Linked DNA regions of Mus musculus: region 1 is linked to region 2. Evidence: chromatin contacts called from public Hi-C data. All regions are on one chromosome and are shown on one strand. The core of a region is the stretch at or near the end of the contact, and the rest is flanking DNA. Distances in the headings are between cores, read along the strand shown. Region 1 overlaps Lpp (LIM domain containing preferred translocation partner in lipoma). Region 2 overlaps Lpp (LIM domain containing preferred translocation partner in lipoma).

Evidence for each region. Hi-C and Micro-C count contacts between places; a contact is called where the count stands out from the background.
Region 1: a contact with region 2 is called in a Hi-C map of bone marrow-derived macrophages, with 2.2 times the contacts expected there. The contact joins two enhancer-like sites. A contact is called at or near these places in 2 of 484 Hi-C or Micro-C datasets (bone marrow-derived macrophages and cortical neurons) and 1 of 9 other capture datasets (pancreatic islet).

The regions. Positions count from the first base shown.
Region 1 is chr16:24,889,034-24,893,990 of GRCm38.p6, reverse strand. Lpp (LIM domain containing preferred translocation partner in lipoma) reads right to left here. Exons shown (of 13, transcript NM_178665.5): 10 at 4,032-4,201. Among named protein-coding and RNA genes, the nearest start is that of Gm22672, 7.3 kb to the right of the region's middle. Within about 2 kb of position 2,245, at least 35 of the 459 cell types and tissues checked have an H3K27ac peak or open chromatin away from gene starts, as enhancers often do. A contact at or near this core is called in bone marrow-derived macrophages, where this site is marked.
Region 2 is chr16:24,723,810-24,728,669 of GRCm38.p6, reverse strand. The region is part of intron 7 of Lpp (LIM domain containing preferred translocation partner in lipoma); the gene reads right to left. Among named protein-coding and RNA genes, the nearest start is that of Mir28a, 100 kb to the left of the region's middle. Within about 2 kb of position 1,354, at least 18 of the 459 cell types and tissues checked have an H3K27ac peak or open chromatin away from gene starts, as enhancers often do. A contact at or near this core is called in bone marrow-derived macrophages, where this site is marked.

The sequences.
Region 1 (4,957 bases), core at 996-3,495, 160 kb before region 2:
TGGCCTTGTTGGAGGAAGTGTATCAGTGTGGGGTGGGCTTTGAAACCCCCCTCCTAGCCATGTGTGAGACAGTCCCCTCATGTTTGCCTTCAGAACAAGATGTAGAATTCTCAGCTCCTTCCCCAGTGTCATGCCTGCCTGGATGCCACCATGCTTCCCACCATGATGATAATGGACTGCACCTCTGAAAGTGTAAGCCAGCCCCAATTAAATGTCCTTTATAAGAGTGGGCTTGGTCATGGTGTCATTTTATAGCAATGGAAACCCTAAGCAAAACAATAAACTACATTTTAAAAATTATGTTACTTTTAAATTTTAATTTAATTGTAAATTTAGTTTATTTTACTTTTATTTTAAAAGTATTTTATTTATTTTTTATTTTATTTTTATTTTATTGTACTTTATTTTAAATAAAGATATAAAATTTTCACTCAATTTTCTTTAAGCATAATATAATGATAAAGGAATGGAAAATATACTTTTGCTTTAAAAGGTAGTTCATAAACATACTATAAATCTAAGTAGATGAGAGGCTAAAAGTGAAGATTGCCACTGAAGTATGGTGTGCATATATTCATATCAGGTACTTGACAGAAAACAGGTAAAATACATGTGAAGAGAGCTATACCACCACACTGAATCAAATCTGTTTAACTGTAGATGCAGATACACAAAGAATAAGAGCTCAAGAGACCATAGGAAAGAACTAATGTGATTAACCAAATATGATGAGATTACTGGGCACTGAATGTCAGGGTATACAATATTACATTTAGATATGATTTTAGGCTTATCAATAACCAATTCAGAAGGAAATTTAAGTTTTGTTTTACAGGTGGGAGGCCTTACTCCTGGATCAATAGTCAAGCATGAGTGGTTGGTGCTTACAGAGAAATAATTAACTAAGCCATTGCCTTTGCTATTCTTATTATATCTTATTCCATCAATTAAGTAACAACAAACCAAACACAAGAACAGAAAGAAAAGAGTCCCATGGACTGGCACCCAGGGACTTGCTTGTCTTGTCTTATTCACAATGTCTTTGGGACACCTGTGTCGAGCCGTGTGATACGAAGCTGGATCCCACGAGCAGGGTCTTCTGCTCTAGAACTTTAGCTCCTGGAGAGACAAGCAATCCTAGCACCGCCTGTACTAAGTCCACCTGCCATGCAGCTTGTTCTAATTCACACTCTCTGTTTCCCTCTGAAGTTCTGATGCAGCTTATCAGAACTGTGAAAGTTTAGAAGGAGTTGGAAGTGCCGATACCTCGGTCAAGGGCACGAGGTCCAGGCTGCATCCTGGAATCGATTCTGAACAGAGAGGGCCTTTAGGTAAAATGGAACTGAAGTCTGAGAAGATTTCAACCTTTCTGGGTAGCTATGAAAGGAGGCCATTAAGTCAAGGACCTCAATGACAGGGTCTTATGAGGGGGAGAAAACACAGAAAGGATAGTAAGGTTCTCTATTATTTGAATTCACTCAGCTCTTCCATGTGTATGATTAAATATTTCCCACATACTCTGCGTTGCTTGAAGTGCAGAGTGCTATGACACACAACCTGAACAGAGGGAGCCAGCGACTTAAGCAATCTCAAGGATCATATAATAGAGTCTGGATAATAGAATCTGCCACACTATAGAAAATGACTAAAAACATGAAACTGAAGCTTTGTTGTGCACCGAGGTAAGCAAACATTAACAAAAAAATGGAAGATAGGTATATCCAAGAAGCAAACCAGCTTCCTTGAGCTAAGTGAGTCTGAGTCTCACTGCACACATACGGAATGGTGAACAGGTCCCCAAACCTAACTACTAAGTACAGATGCAACATTTGTAGAATAGCTTTTCCTCAGTAGACTAAGGGTGCTTACAAGGGTTGCCTCATTTCATCCTCAGGGAGCTGATGGAAAAATATCCCATTATGTCCAGTATATAGATGAGAAAGAAAAACCAGGGCTTGGAAAGAGCAAGTAACTTGCCCACGACAGAAAGCTTTGACTGAATTCTATTCAAACTCACGTTCTTTGCATGCTGCTACAGTTTCCCAGTATTTTATGTAAGACCTTTGCTTACAAAGCATAAAAATAAACAGCTTAAGATGCCTTCCACAGAAGCATTGTTACAGTAGCAATGATCAGTGGCACAGTAAAAAGGGACCAAACAGGAGCTATAAAAAGGTTACTGCTCCCTGCTAGACGAGAGCTAGATGGCTGGACGAGGCTTTGCTGACTTGGCTGCCAAAACTTGCAGCAATAAACGATTGCACAAGGCTGTCCTGAGTCGCTAGAAAGTGCAGCCCACTTAAAAGAGGTCAGAATTATAAAAGGCCTTCCTCTTTTCAACAATGATTTCACAGGGTGGTACTTGAAGAGTAGAATGATGTAAGAGGTGAGGTTTTGCTGACTAGACTTTTTCTTATTGTAGATGCTGCTGCTTCCAGATAGACAGGGCACTGCTATGCTTATCGTTACAGTCTGAACAGCTAGTGACATGCAGCACTGCCCAAGTCGCAGGACAAGGAAGAAATGTGACTCTGACTGATGGTAACCAGAAGCCACCCTACGCCTGTGTCTCTAGTCTCACTTCTAAAGAGAGCAGTTAGGCGAGTGACCTGAAAACAGTTCCTTTCTCTCCCACCTGCTTTAGCTGATGGGATTATAATGCTGCCACATGTGTTTAAGTTGTTCCTGGAAGGAAAACAAAGTAAGATGGAAACCAAGAGATGAAACGTAGAAATGTCAGTCGTGGAGAACTGTTCTTTGTGCCACACATCCTTGGGTTTCAATGAACTTGAGTTTTCAGAATTTTGTTACCAACTGTGCTGGCTTAATTTTATGTTAACTTGAGACAAGCTGGAGTCACTGGAAAGGAGGGAACGTCAATGAAGAAAGCGCCATCATAGATCTGGCTGTAGGCAAGTCTGTAAGGCATTTTCTTCATTAGTGGTCAATGGGGAAGAGCTCAGCTCATCCTTGGGCTGGTGGTCCTATGTTCTATAGTAAATCAGGCTGAGGGAGCCATGGAGAGCAAGCCACCAAGCAGCATCCTTCTATGGCCTTTCCCTCATTTTCATCAGTGATGGACTGCTACCTGGAAGTATGAACTGTTTCCTAAAAAAGCTGCCTTTGATCATGGTTTTTCATCACAGTAGCAGTAATACTAAGACATCAACCAAGGCAGAAATTCCAATAAAATTAAACTCTGGAGATCTACAAATTTCTGAGTCCCTTATTCTCAAGGTTTCTTTGCTGTTGAAATGCCTTGACAGAGGGTGCAACTGTGACTAATTTTTAGGTTTGTAAAAAGTACTACTTTTCCATGGATATGTTCAACAGATAGATCAAAACCAGAATGACAGTAAAGGAATTTACTTTGGGTATAAAGTTTTCTTATTAAGTAATCTACTCTATCAGAAGGTAGCTAAATAGATTAAATAGCCATATAAAATGCTAAGGAAATGTTATTTATTTTTAGTCACTAAGTTTTGCTATTCAAAAATAGCTTTGTTCTTTAAAACAGAAAACCATTTCTAGCTCAGTCAGAATTAGAATGCAATTCTCTTTAATACTTTATAATAAAGAGTTTCTCTACACCATAGACAACCTGGGGGATTAGGGAGGTAAAATGATTCTGCAGAGATAATTAGTCCAGAAGTTTAGAAGGCCATTGACAAATTCTGCCACCTGCTAAGTCTTTCCTAAAATACTGAGATTTCAAATGCATGATAAGACTGTATGACTCTGAGAACAGGAATCCTTCATATACATGACAGAGAACATACTGTTCCTATATACATGGATAAAAAACACAGGCAAGACAGCTTTCTGGCTGACCTTTGGTTGAAAGGCAGCCCCCTCCTAACACAATTTTTGACCTCATGTGAACTGTAATTATATAGAAAAAAATACAGTATGTCAATTTACATGTGTACACATCTTTTGAACGTCAAAGAACTGATGGTGACATTTATATGGAGTGACTTGTATTTGGTCAAATAAGACAGAGCAGATGAAGACCTAATGTGGCAACTTACAATGTAGCAGGGCTCGCAGTATGCCTTCTTCTCCACGGCATAGAAAGGCTGCCCTCGGAGCTTGACATCACAGACAATGCAGGTGAAGCAATCCACGTGGAAGACCTGATCCATGGCAGTACATCCTGTTCCTTCTCCAACAACATTTTCCCCACAGCGGGCACAACGGCCTAGAAGATAAGGGGTTGCTTGTTACAGAGGAATTCTTAGACCTGTCCAATGAAGTCAAGATGAGGGAGACAGCTGATTTATCCTGCAGTAGCAAGAGACATAGCATTACTGCCTTTGCTGAATTAAGTAGCAAGCCCACCAAGATCTCCCCTGCACATAGCGGGAATCTCCCAGAGTCAACTGAGCAGACAGCTAAGGCTCCTGAGAAGGCAATGGAGGGAAACTCATATGCTTGATGAAGGGGCCTGGGCACTGTCTCTAATCATATACAGGTAGGAGCAGGATTCAGGATACTGGGGTTGAAAAGCACAATCTACTGAACAGAACAATTCAGGAAAGCCTCCGTCCCTGGAAGAGTCAGTACATCAGTTAGTGTGTGTGTATCTTGTCTACATTCAGACTTCATATCTAAATTCAGACTCTTCTGTAGCTGGCCCTCACTGATGGGAAGGTCAGCTGTTTCCAGAGCACTGAGGCTGCTAGACCATTTTGTTCTCCATGGAGCCACTACTGCAACTCCACCCTGACCGTTCCCCATGGTTCTAGTTCTGATTTCTGGTGATCTTGAAGCCAAGTCTCATTCCACACACTTGACATCATATAAGAGACTAGAGTCCAGTCAGCACTGCCTCTGAGTCTGCACTTAGTTTGAACATATCTACATCACTTAATGGCACCATATACTGTATGGTTGGGAGTTCCTTAAGAACCTGCTTCTCACTGTCTGTTCTATAAAGCTACAGTGTGTGTGTGTG
Region 2 (4,860 bases), core at 105-2,604:
TGGTTAATTAAAGGCTGCAAGAGATTCGTGAGGAAGGCAGGCAGCTACTACATAGGCCTTTTATTCCAGCTTGGGATGTAATGTGGCCTAGGGACCTTTGGAAGCTGCTACATGGGCCTAACGAAGCTTGCAGACTTACTTTTGATACAGCTGAGATGAAGCTTTCTGGGCATCAGGGGCTGGAGAGACTTCTTTGCCCACTGAGGACCTATTGTAGACCCTGGGCATCTGTTTAGTACCTGACTCACTAGAAGAAAATACTAAATTTTTAGATGGGAGCACGGTGGTTTCAAGCACATTAAGAACATAAGGCTTTCCCTTTTCCAACAGAAGAGTTGGAAGGGACCAGATCCTCTCAGTTTTTCATCTCAGGGCAAAGGCTTCTCTGAAACATTGGACATTTCTATCTCAGCCAAGAGATCTTCTTTAATACTGCCCTCCCCATTTCTCTCAACACTTCCTCAGAATTGTGACCAGGTGATCACTGGCTGCTGCTCTGTTAGTCCTGTCTTGCAGAGTCAAGGAATGTGTCACTATCCACAACTCTGCTTGACAAGAGGTCAGATGACCCTATACATTCCGTAAAGTAAGGGTTACAGAGGCCACCTCAGCTGTCATTGCAAACATTATAATCTTTCTACATTTACTTGTGTTAGAAATTCCTTCAAATTGAACATTGAAATGGAAATCTGGGTAGCTTCACCTATTATGAGAGTTCTTTACCACTGACCACTGTCCTAAATAAAGTAAGATCAGAGGATGAGACAAAGAATAAAGCAAGGTTAGTGCTTCTCGGCCTCTGGCTCAGATCAAGTGAAGAGTCACACATTTCAACCTCCTAAGTGTTTGTTCTAGGATCAAGACAAATAGACTTTCTTAGAAGACTGTGAGAATCACATAGCTCATTGTTATATTTTCCAGAAAACCTTCAACTGTATTTGTTTCTTTTTATGGTTAAAAATGAAGGCCAGAAAAAGAATTAAAAAGAACCTCTGTATATTTAGACACAGCTCAGTAGCATGCCTAACATTTCTAAGGCTCTAGATCGACTACCAGCCTTGAAATATGAACAAACAAACCAAAATTGAGACAAAATCTGGTCCATTGTAAAGTGAATTTAAGAGGAAATTTCTGGTTGTGTCATATGATGTAGACTCATGGGAAGACATGTGATGTTTGAAGAGAGTATAAGTAGGACCCAACAGACAGTGATGGGACACTTGCATTGCTTACTGTGCAAAGCTTCATTGGTCTTGTATCTTCGCTGATCTTCACTTTATTGAGAGAGGCATGGCAGAGAACTTCTCCTGGTCCCTCCTGCTGACTCATGCTGACTTAGTGGAGGCTTGGCTGTTAATGCTGGAACATGCCACCACGGCTGAATTGCATTTGGTGACACTTTTTGAACTGGACTGCTGGTATCCTGCCACTACTAAACTGGACTGCTGGTATCCTAACAATGAAGATGGGAAGCACCCAAAGAATTACTTCTAAATGGGTCCACACCTCCATTGTCCTATAGACCAGCTTTCCTCCCCAACCTTTAAGCAGTGGGTAGGAAGGGGGTTCAAAGCATTTGCAAATAGTTACTAAAGTCGTTTTTGAAAAACCATAGTCTATAGTGAAGCATAAAACTTTGCATAAATGTACAACTCCCGGGCATGGTAGTTGGACCCTGGTTTCTCTTCGTGCCTAGTGTAGTGCATTATGATGCTTGAAGGGCACTATGCATCCATTCTTGATTTCTTATTTCATTTTTAAAATGATGGAAAAAGATATTTTTAAAATATCTTTTCTTTTTCTGTTTTTGTTTTCAATATATCCTGACTGCACTCACACTCCCTCCACACCTCCTAGCCATGTCCTACTCCCCCAGATCCAACCTTCTCTGTTTCCCTTCAGCAAAGAGCAGGCTGCCCAAGGATAATATCAGCTGAACAGCACATAACAAATAAAATAAAAATAGACACAAATCCTTGCATCAAGGCTGGGTGAGGCAACTCAGTAAGGGGGAAGGGACCTAAGAACACTCTAAAGAGTCAGACATCCTCTCCATAGCATATATGAAGAGGATCTGGCACAGACCAGCACAGGCTTCGTGATTGCTGCTTCCCTCTCGGGGAGCCACCCCTCTTTTTTTTTAAATTTGTATTAGATATTTTCTTCATTTACATTTCAAGTGCTATCCCGAAAGTCCCCTATACACTCCCCCTGCCCCCGCCCTGCTCCCCTACCCACCCACTCCCACTTCTTGCCACTAGCATTCCCCTGTACTGGGGCATATAAAATTTGCAAGACCAAGGGGCCTCTCTTCTCTGGGAGCCCTATGAATGCTACTTAGTTGATTCTGTGAGCCATGTTCGGACATTATGATAGTACACACGTAGAGGAAATGTCCTAGGCTGCTACCTATTGTTAACATTAACAAGGTAGAAACTATGGATGCTTCATTCTAAATAATTCTAGGTTCCTGACATCTTTATGGGTAGGCAGAGCCACATAGATATTTGCAACCAATGAGCTGTGAACCAAAGAGGAAATTACTATACATAAGTAGCCCAAACCACTGCAAATTCCAAATAGTGTACTTTTGCTTGAGACAGAGATCAACTCTTTGAAATGGTGGCTACTGAGACAATGTGGCAAGGTCCTTTCTCAATGTCTGATGAGCAAGCTATGACAGAAAAGGATGCAGTCTGCTGTAGGCAGATGTAGAGAGCTTTTATGACTAGAGTCACTTGGGCTCTGACTCAGGCTCCCTACTTTAGTTTACAGCATGACTTCTGCCTGTTGTTAAATTTCATAATCCAGTAAAAAAATTGGTAAAGAAATAAACATTTGTCCCAGCACTCAGGAGGCAGAGGCAGGCAGATTTCTGAGTTCGAGGCCTGCCTGGTCTACAAAGTAAGTTCCAGGACAACCAGGGATACACAGAGAAACCCTGTCTCGAAAAAAACAACCAAAAAAACAAAACAAAACAAAACAAAAAAAAACAACAACAAAAAAAGGAAATAAACATTTGTCTGACAAGAATTTCAGCTCAAGATAGTAGAATATATATAAAATATATTTGAGGCAAATCATATTGATATTGCTACAATTCAAGTTCTTCAGACTTCTGATAACTCCCAAACTTTTTTTTGTAGAACTACTCACTTTGAGTCGAAGGCCCAAAAACCCCTTCCTTGTTAATGTACCTACCAATATTAATCTCTACTAAATAACTTATCATTTGAGTGATAATGAAAGGCACTGCTTACTATAAAATGTACTCTTAGCTATTACAGTTCTAGAAGCAAAATCAGTACCATTTAAATCATGACTGTTTCTTCATTAAATTTTTATTATATTCTTGTTGAAAGACATGGTTTGAAATATACATGAAACCAACTCATGTTGGTTTTAGTAAATTGCATGTCACTTTCTTGTGATGAATAAATGCAAAAACAAAGCAACATGTGGCTTTCTTGGTGGTCTAAAGAATTCTTTGCATTTAGAGATTAGTCTTTTGAGTTAAGTTTTTATCAAGAGTCACAGTAATTCTATGGTTCTCTATAACACTGTCACTAAGGCCAGCAGGAACAATTACAAGAACTCTGTCACCAGGACTATCTTCCAGGCTGACCTTCATGATCCATTTTGATGGTCTTGATGACAGTGACTTGTAAATGATTTTTGGCACCTTACTCTTAGCAATCAGTTGGAAATGGGAAGAAACTCAAGAGAGAAAGAGCTTATAATTGCTGAAGTATAAGCATGTGAGGGGTACTGTTCTCTGCTGCCTCAAGGATGCCAAGGCTCACTCCCACAACTGGCTGGGTAGGCAATACAGTCTTATACTCCATACTTTCATGCCTTTTTCCATGAATCATCTAGAGATAAAGACATTTGTTGAACACTGCTGACCAGTGAGGGACAGTATTCCTCCATGGGCATGTGACATCTTAACAACAGCTTGTAAGGGCTATCTGGCTTAAAACCTATGTTGGGAAGCTTCTCTTAATAGCAATTAGTTCAACTTTTTTGTTTTTGTTGGGCTTGGTGGAGAAAAAAAAATCATAGCAAACACAAATGTAACTCCTCAATCTTTGAAGTGTCAATATTTATACATGTATTTATTCTGTTTAAAGAAAATCAAAAATAAATAACCCCCAATATTATTGACAGCTTGTTGGTCAAGTGAGTAAACAATTTGGGGGATTTGGAGATGTTCTTATCCTGTGAAGTTATACATACACTCCTACCTTTGCAAAACAATGGTGTTTTGGAGTGCTGTATACATATAGAGAATAAAGCTTTGTCACAATCATGCCTAAAATATACACACATGTGCATGCAAACAAGATAGTAAAACAAATTTATTGCACTTTTATTTTCTGAGACTAGACATGAACATTTTCCTTGGAAATGCAAAAAAGAAAGAAAAGTCATCACTTTTGACATCTGGTGCCAACATGAGCTTCATCCCGTGGAGCACGGGATGGGACTGAGTCTGCAGCAGGGCAGAACCTGTGTAACACATACCCTTCTTTTCTAGCTCTTCTACAGCTGCCCTTGTACAGGACAGTTAGCAGAAATGAACAATTACCAAGGAGGCTCAATACAAAGCTTTGAATGTAGCTCTTTATGTACTTATCAAATGAGTGTAATAATTTGCTATAATTCTCCCTCCTGATTATATACAGTAGCTATTTCATTCTCTAAATAATATCTTATACTTTTTTTTAGAAGTTGGTTAAATTGCTTAGGAGGAGAATATTAGGCTCAGTTTCTTTGAAGGGTAATATAGTGGGTGTGACTGTGTAATTATCTCTACCGGGCTTTCACCCACCACACAATGGTGTCTACTCTATCTATTGC